2 separate regions of the Callithrix jacchus genome follow, and region 1 is linked to region 2. A link is a contact called in public Hi-C data. All regions are on one chromosome and are shown on one strand. The core of a region is the stretch at or near the end of the contact, and the rest is flanking DNA. Distances in the headings are between cores, read along the strand shown. Region 1 overlaps PTK7 (protein tyrosine kinase 7 (inactive)). Region 2 holds the start of PTK7 (protein tyrosine kinase 7 (inactive)).

What was found. Hi-C and Micro-C count contacts between places; a contact is called where the count stands out from the background.
Region 1: a Hi-C map of skeletal muscle shows a contact between it and region 2, with 5 times the contacts expected there. The contact joins the enhancer-like site here to the promoter of PTK7 in region 2. A contact is called at or near these places in 3 of 3 Hi-C or Micro-C datasets (induced pluripotent stem cells and skeletal muscle).

What each region holds. Positions count from the first base shown.
Region 1 is chr4:51,614,397-51,618,895 of calJac240_pri, reverse strand. It overlaps PTK7 (protein tyrosine kinase 7 (inactive)), which reads right to left. Exons shown (of 21, transcript XM_078369189.1): 12 at 3,562-3,711; 13 at 3,299-3,449; 14 at 3,078-3,205; 15 at 1,451-1,654; 16 at 480-635. Among named protein-coding and RNA genes, the nearest start is that of SRF, 28 kb to the left of the region's middle. Within about 2 kb of position 1,570, at least 2 of the 16 cell types and tissues checked have an H3K27ac peak or open chromatin away from gene starts, as enhancers often do.
Region 2 is chr4:51,553,631-51,557,754 of calJac240_pri, reverse strand. It overlaps PTK7 (protein tyrosine kinase 7 (inactive)), which reads right to left and starts at 1,653. Exons shown (of 21, transcript XM_078369189.1): 1 at 1,404-1,653. It overlaps KLC4 (kinesin light chain 4), which reads right to left. Exons shown (of 17, transcript XR_013534220.1): 17 at 2,869-3,344.

The DNA.
Region 1 (4,499 bases), core at 321-2,820, 61 kb before region 2:
CTAATTTTTTTGTATTTTTAGTAGCGGTGGGGTTTCACTGTATTAGCTAGGATGGTGTCAATCTGCTGACCTTGTGATCTGCCTGCCTCAGCCTCCCAAAGTGCTGGGATTACAGGCATGAGCCATGGTAACCGGTAAACACATCTTAACGTATGCTAGGAAAAAATTTAACTACAACAAACCCATTTCTCATGTTTTTTCCTAGAATAAAAATAACTTAGTTTTTTTTTTTTAAAGGAGTCAATTTAAATAAAACATCAAGTAAATAATACTACAGGTGGCACACAGGAATGACAAGATCTGTTCAAAGGGCAGTAACGGGCCCCAGGGCCACACTGGACAAGATCTCTACCTATGATTCCCTCCACCCCTAACATTCTAGGTTTCAGGGACTTCAGAACCACTAGCCCATCCCCAGCCTCAAGACACAGCCAGTGACCTGCAGTTGGGCAGGGGCAGCTGTCATCAAGGCAACATACCCAGCGTGGTGATGGGCTGCAGGCTGGCCCGAGGGAAGTGCAACTTATCACTTGTGCTGTGGCGTTTATTGGTGGCTGCAGAGCCAGAGCCCAAGCTGGTCAAGGCCACTTCCTCTTGGATCTCTGCTGAGGGCTGCCCATTCTGCAAAGGCCCGCCTGGGAAGAAGGAGCACAGAGAAGTGTCACAAGGAGACCAGACACGCTGGCCACCACAGGGATTTCTGTTCTGTCCCCTGGTCTTCCACTCTTGCCAAATTGGGTCCAATCACATGCTCCACATGAAAGAGTGAGCCCAAATGATGAAATGATGGGGCTGGGGCTGTGTGGTGGAGAGATGGGCATCCGCCAGGGTATGACCACTTAGTGATGCAACTGATTATGACCTCTGAGATGGAATCAACTGCAATGTCTAATCTGAACCGCTGGTCCTTGAACACCATAGCTACAATAAGGATTTTTTGCTTTCATGGGGCCTCCTATTGGCCAAAGCCCTAAACAGGCACAAAGGGAAACATCACAATAATGGAGACCTGACCCCTGCTCCTGAACACCTGAGCAGATAGGAGAGACCCAGCAATGACCTCAGGGAGCTACCAGTCCAGGGAAGTGGGGGTAGGAGAAGGGAAGCAAACAGAAAGACTGCCCTTGGGGGAACTCTAAACTCTAAACAAAGCGAGCAACAGCAACATGTATACATGATGATATCTGTGGCTTCGTGCTGGGAGGAGGAAACAGCAGGGAATCATAGGAAGCTGGCCCAAGGAGATCCAATGAAGAGGTCTCAAGCCAGGTTGTTCAGAAGCCCAGTCCCGGGGAATCTGTCAACTCCAGGCTTCCCGCCAGGGGTGGGGCAGCCCCAGGTCCAAAGCCCAGCACCTGTTTCCAGACTCCTGGTGCTCTCCCCTCCGTGGCCGCGAGAGGGCGCTCAGCTCCCGCCCACGGGCACCACCTCCCTATCCAGGGCCCCTCACCATTGAGGCACTCCATCTCTGGCTCCTCGCCCTCAGGCTGCTTCTGCAGCCGCTTGGCTTTGCAGCGCTTCTTGCAGTAGAACATGAGGCCCAGCACAGCAATGATGTAGGCCACAGCCGCACCCACCGACAGCCCGATGGTCTGGATCATCTTGTAGGGGGGAGGGCTGCCAGGACCCTCCGACTCCTCCGGCACCGGCTTGTCTGAGAGACACATGGATGGGTCTGGGCAGGGGCTGCTAAGCAAACCAAGCCCTGCTTCTCCATTAACTCCTCCCAGCCCCATCCATGGGACAACTTTACAGATGGCCCGGGAAGGTTGCCACCTGTACTGGCTTTAATGAGGGCCAGCAGGTCCTCATGCCCCACCAAAGTCACAGGAAGACTCTGAAGGAGATGAGGCCAGGGATTCCCAAGCTGGCTGTGCATCAGAAGCCAAGACAGGTGATGGGGATGGGAAGCATACCTGTCAGGAAGCTGCCACAAACCCAGACTATTTATTAAGAAGCTTCCTGGCCAGGTACACCTGTAATCCTCACACTTTAGGAGGCCAAGGCAAGCGGATCACGAGGTCAGGAGTTGGAGACCAGCCTGACCAACATGATGAAACCCAGTCTCTACTAAAAAATACAAAAATTAGCTGGGCGTGGTAGTGCTCACCTGTAATCCCAGCTACTCGGGAGGCTGAGGCAGGAGAATCACTTGAACCCAGGAGGCGGAGGTTGCAGTGAGCCAAGATCGTGCCATTGCACTCCAGCCTGGGCAACAGAGTGAGACTCTGTCTCAAAAAAAAAAAAAAAAAAAAAAAAAAGAAGCTTCCTAAGTGACTTGATAATGTGAGCCAGGAAGCCAGGGAGAGCAGCACTGGGGAGTTTCAGGTTTAGAATTCCAGGTACTGCCTGGCACAGAGCAGGTTTTTCTATAAACAGATCTGTAGAAGAGATCTGCTGCCTAGGGGCTTTTCAACGGCCCACATGGAGGGGTCTCAGGGGCCATTGGGGGAATGAAGGGAGAGAGACCATGCAGGATCCCCCACTTGCCACACACACCCCAGTGGCTCTCACCAAGGGGCCGCCTCACTTCGTTTTTATCCACTTAAACTTTCACATTGTATTTTGTCTAGAAAAAGAACTCTGCTGCTAAACCAAGAAAGTTTGAGAGCTTCTCATTTAAACCACCTCTACCTGTGAATGCAGAAACAAGACCTCAGAGGAGAAATAAATCCCCCAGGGGCACAGAGCTAAGTGCAGGGTCTTTTACCTGACTCATCATCCTCTCTGGGCCTCCTGGAGAAAAGAACTTTGCCCTGCTGCATTCTGACCTGGTCCTCCCCACCCACCCTGAGATATGTGTGGCTGCTGCAGGAGACCCGGAAGGCAGCACACCACCACCCCCAGCAACACACACACACTCCACTGGCTGTGGGATGCTACATAAACGACAGCCTGGCTCTAAGCAAGGACTCTAAGACTGCCTTGGCGAGGTGAAAAAGACATAGCCGAATCCCCTCCCCTGCCACAAAAATGGCTTCTGTGCCATGTTCTGTACACAGGGGCTGATTGAGTACAAGGTGACAAACGTCCGGGTCCACCACTACCTGTGCAGGACACCTCTCCCCAGCCCATACCCACGACATAGAGGGGGGCCTCCGTATGCTTGATGTTGCAGCTGTTCCCCGCAATGCAGGTGTAGCGGCCTGAGTCCTCAGGGGCCACGTCATGGATCACCAGGGAGCCATTCTGGAAGATGTGCATCCTTCGGGAGAGAAGCCACAGCGCTAGCTGGCTCGCAGGCAGAGGGGGCTGCAGGAGAGGAGAGGCGAGGGGTGTGGAAGGGGGGTGGCCTTACCTGGGTCCCAGCTTGGTGGGGTCCAGGATGCGGTCCTTGCCCTTCCACTGGATCAGTGGCTTAGGGTCCCCCTGGGCCTCGCACTGCAGCAGGGCTGTGTGGCCCTGGTACACAGTTGTGCGCTCTGGCTCCACTTTGAAGGTGATAAAAACTGGATGGAAAGAGACCAGCGAGGGGCAGGGAGGGGTGAGCCAAGGGGATGGCTGGGTACAGGGTGCTGCCCCAAAGGGCTGCCCAGCCCCAGGGCCCTGCCATGGTCGCACCTGCCACAGTGAGCTGGACGTGGGCACGAATCTGGCCCTGTGGCCCGTTGGAGGCAATGCAAGTATAGTTGCCAGCGTCATCTCGAGTCACCCGGGCAAAGTGCAGGGTCCCAGCGTTGTCGGTCACCCACTCTGGGAGGCTGCTCCCATCTGCAGGGGTAACAAAGGGGAATTATGGGAAGAATTAGAGTTACACGATGGCTGGCAATGCCGTCAGCCCCTTACCTCTACTCAAAAACAAAGTCCAAACTCCTGAGCCAGGTGTTGAAAGCCCCCCATTATGTACCCCTCTTCCAATTCTTCAGTATCACCTCCCCCTCCTCCTACCGCCCTGTGTAACAGTCCACTTCCACCAAACCGGACTCTGCTTGGGCCCAGAATCCGCCCTGTCCCTGCCCCCAACCTGTCACTCCTCCCTCCTCGAGCCCATTCCCACTCTGCCATCCCAGGCTGTGGATCCATTTTGAGCCTCAGCTCTCTGGGAAAGTTCCCCCAGACCTGAGTAGAGGGAGCCTACTTCCTCCTCAGAATCTATAACTCTACTCTCTCACTCTAGGTGGAAATGTCAAAATTGGTCCAACCTTTTAAAAAACAATCTGGCAACTCGCATTAAGGGTTATAAAAATGTTCATACCCTTTCATGCACAGTTATTCCATTTCTGGGAATCTTTCCCAAAGGAAATGAACCTAAATCCAGAAAAAAAACTTTGGCTTAAAGTTGTTTATTGTAGCAATTAAAAAAAAGGGGGTGGGTAGGTGGTTAACAACCAAATCTCTAACATTTAAGGAATAGTTAAGTAAATTACAGTGAATTCAATTGCTGAAACATTGTTAGGATCATCAAAACGAATATTCATGCAGAATGTATAAAGAAGTGGGGAAATGGCCAGGTATGGTGACTCACACCTGTAATCCCAGCACTTTGGGAGGCCGAGGCA
Region 2 (4,124 bases), core at 404-2,903:
ACTTCCATACTTCCTCTGGGAGCAGATGTGGATTCTGCCATGAGCAATAACCACCACACACATCACAAGAAACACGGGCAAGTCCAGAAATACCACCTCCAAATCCCTGGAGCTTGCTCTCTTTCCTGGGTTACATTTACCTCTCCTTTTACAACTGGGGGCAGGGGAGATGTTGATTCCACCAGCACCAAAACCCCTCCACAGCTGGCAGGCCAGAAAGATGTCAGAAAGGCAATTCTCTATTCATGCCGCCTTCAAAGGAGGGGGAAGGAGATCACTTAGGACAGGTCTCCCGGAAAGAGCTCCCCAAGAAGAAGCTGCTTCGAGGACCAAAGAAGAGTTTGCGTTTTGGAGGGTGGGGGGCTTTATTTCCAGTCCGGGCTGTTTGGGATGTGAGAGTGGCTTGGTGCTTTCCTAAGGCACTTCAACACCTCAGTGATGACTCTTAGGTGTGACCAAGCCAGGAAATAAAAGCTGTGGGGGTTGGGGGAGCCCTGCTGTCTGCCCTAGTGATGAGGGCCACACCGTCGTTAAAATGCTAAGCTCCCCCCCACCCCCACCAAAAAAGCCAGAATTAGCTCTTTTGGCCTTTCTGCTCTTAGAAAGATTTCCTTCCCTCTGTGAGGACAGCCAGGATGGAAATCCAGGAAGGAGCAGAACAAACCCCGTCCGCACCTTTGCAGGCAGGCCATGCCCGATTTTGGCAGCGGCCTTCACACATTAGTCACCTCGACAGCCTGGGACCCTCTGCTCCCCGGATTCGACCCTGGCACGGAGTGGGCGCAGAGTTCCAGCCCAGTAGTTAGAGGCCATGGGGCAGCCCCTAATTCTTCCCTTCTTCCGCCCTCACCCTCAGAGCCATCTGAGGTCCCAGCTTTGCCCAGGAACTTGGAGAAGGGAAGCCAGGAGAGTCGGGTCGGCGTAGGTAACAAAGCTCCGGGCTTTGCGCGCCGCAGGTCTGTCCGGCATCGGGCCCCAAACCGGCCACTCTCACCTGGACTGAGCCTCCTGGGAGGGTCTCCCTTTTCCCCATCACACCCCCCATGGTGGTTGCTGGTAGTCTTTTCTTCCCCTACAAGAAACTCTCCATTTGGGCCCGAGAGCCGGCAACTCCCGGTAGTTCTCGATCAAACTCCCGGATCAGACAGGAAAACTCCGTGAAGCTGGAAACGCGTCCCCACGGCGCGGGTGGGAGGGACCCTGACGGAGTCCGCGGAGGCTTCGCCAGCCTCCCGGCCCCCGGGCTCTTTGAGCCCTTCCGCCGCGAGCCTGCATCCCCAGCGAGCCTCTACACCACTCCAGGGCCGCTCCAGCCGCCCAAACCCATCTCCCCGGGTGCCGCCTTTTGCCCACGGGACTCCCGCGCTTCCCAAGCTCCATGCCCCCAGCTCTCGGGGACTCACCGCCCAGCAGCTGCAGCAGCAGAACGCTGAGCAGAGACAACCGCCGGGGTCCGGCCGGGTATCCCCGCGCAGCTCCCATCGCGGCGGGCTCGGGAAAAGGAGCTGAGGGCGCACGGCGGGCGCCCAGACTGCGCTCCGCGGCGGGCACAGGAGGCGGAGCGCACCCGAGCGCGGGCGCCGCAGCAGCAGCCGCAGCCGGAGCCAGACCCCGAGACGTCCCGAGCCGGAGACGCGCGCGCCCCGTACCTCCGAGTCCTTGCGCGCCGCCGCCGCCAAACCCCGCCCCACGACGCCCCCTCCCCTCCGGCCCCCGCACGGCGCCACACCCCTTCGACGCCCCCTCCCCGCCGAGGCGGGGAGGAGCTCAGTCGGGGGAGGGGTCTGGAGAGGGATGGAGAACAGAGAGACCAAGGCTCAGGAGAGCACAGGGGACCTGAGCTAGGCAGGGGAGTGTTTGCTATGCCTACCACCGACTCTCCAGGGACCCAGGAGAACCCAAGTGACTTGTACGATTCCGTAGATCCTGGGGGGTGAATGGTCCATTCTGGGCTTACCTGGAGGCTCTGGCCAACAATTCCCCCAGAATTCTCCAGATTGCGGCAGGCGAAGAGGTGGGCCCCACCCACTCTACAGCAACCCAAAATTTTATGGGAGACCCAAAACAGCAGGGTGTCCTTAATGTCCCCAAGTAGGGTAACCTGAAGATGCTTTGTAGCCCGAAGAGGGGCTGAATGGTGCATGACTGGGGTCTGGTTTGGCTCTAGATCAATCTGATCCCAAAGTAGAAACATGCTAGGCTCTGAAAGCCAGGCTGAAGTCTGCTAAACTGACAAATTCATCCCAAGTCCATCTCCAGGCAGTCTAGGCTGTGTCAGGGTATGGCCAAGTCTCCAGCTGTGGGGAGGCCCAGCACAACCCTTGTTCCAGGCACCCCCCACCCCTAGTGCCACCACCCCCACATTCTTTCTTTGTTGTGAAAGCAGCAAGGGGTGTAGGAGGCGGGTCAGTAGGAGTCAAGCTTTAGAAGATGGGCCCCAGCTGCTGCTCAGGCCTCCAAGATATGCTGAGAGGGGATGGATAGTGCCTTGTCTCCCCTCTGGCTCCAGAGAGCCCCCCAGGCCTGCTTAGACCTCCCTTCCCCCAAGCAGCTGGGAGGAGTAACAGCAGCCACAGAGGGCCTCACAGCCAGGAGAAGTGGCGCCAGGACTCCAGGGTCCTGCCACATGGCCACCACATGTCCCTGACAACCCAGTTCACAGCACCTTCTCCATGGGTTGTGGGCCTCCTCCTTCCCCATCCCCCAGAAGCCTTCCTACAGGCCCTGCTGGAGATGATACAAATGAGGGGGTAGAGAGGAGAGATCCAAGAATCAACACTCCTGCCGCCCCATCCATCACTGCCCCTCACCCTCTGTGAAGGGCCCCAACACAAGCCCTGCTCATACCCTCTCCAATCAGGACTCAAATTGCAGAAAGGTTACCTGATTGTTTTATTTAAGAAAAGTGAAATACGTGGACCTGAAGTGAGACAGCAGAGGGAGGGGATAAGAGTGGCCAGGGCAAGGCGGCTTGGCTGGCCAGCCCCCAACCCTCTGACTGAAAAGCCAGCAGCAGGCTGCATCTCTGAGGGCCATACCTGCTTTGTACCCACCTTGGGGGCCTCAGAGCTAGCTACTCTAGAGGACCACAGAGTGGGGAGAGGGTGTCCTGAGGGTCCTTCCTAAGAGGGATTCCTGAGGAGGGAGCTGAGACCCTAAGGGCAGCAGCAATCTTCTGGTTAAACTGCTCCCCTTCACTGTCCCACCTAGGGGTGGGGAAGAGCCAGGAGCAATGGGGAATGCTGTGAGGGCTGTGGGCAGGGACCCAGCAGACCTGGGGGCCGAGCTGAATGTCAACTGCTTGAAGAGAGGTCCATCGTGCTGGCACTGAGGCCCCGGGAGACCTGAAACAGACAATACTATCCCATCAGCCCCGGGACCTCAGCCTCCCATCCTGGAGTTCATTCATCCCGTGGCCACAGCGTATCTACGGATCTAGGATCAGTTCTATCGCTAGACCTGGGAGTCTGTTTAGCTTCTGCTAGGGTTTTCCAGAAGGCCACAATCTGGTGGAGAAACTACCTGGAAGACCCAGGTGAATACTGGCATATACTTTGTGTTGATACAAGAGATCATTTGCCATTAAAATATCATTACTGTTTTCTCAGATGGGGATTATTTATTTATTTTATTTATTATTATCTGTTTTTGAGGCGCAGTTTCGCTGTTGTTACCCAGACTGGAGTGCAATGGCATGATCTCAGCTCACCGCAACCTCGGCCTCCTGGGTTCAAGCAATTCTCCTGCCTCAGCCTCCCGAGTAGCTGGGACTACAGGCGCGCACCACCATGCCCAGCTAATTTTTGTATTTTTAGTAGAGACGGGGTTTCACCTTGTTGACCAGGATGGTCTCAATCCCTCGACCTCGTGATCCACCCGCCTCGGCCTCCCAAAGTGCTAGGATTACAGGCTTGAGCCACCACGCCCAGCCAGATGGGGATTATTTAATACTTTTCTTTTTCCATTCTCATCTACTAGCAGGTCCCTAAGGTGGCTGCAGGAGGAAAAATAATTAGTATCTCCAAATAATTGTTAAATTATTCATAATTCCAAAGTACCAGTTTAGAGAATATTCCTACTTCCCTCCTTATTCACTTATGTGCTACTATGTCTGGCCTGAAACT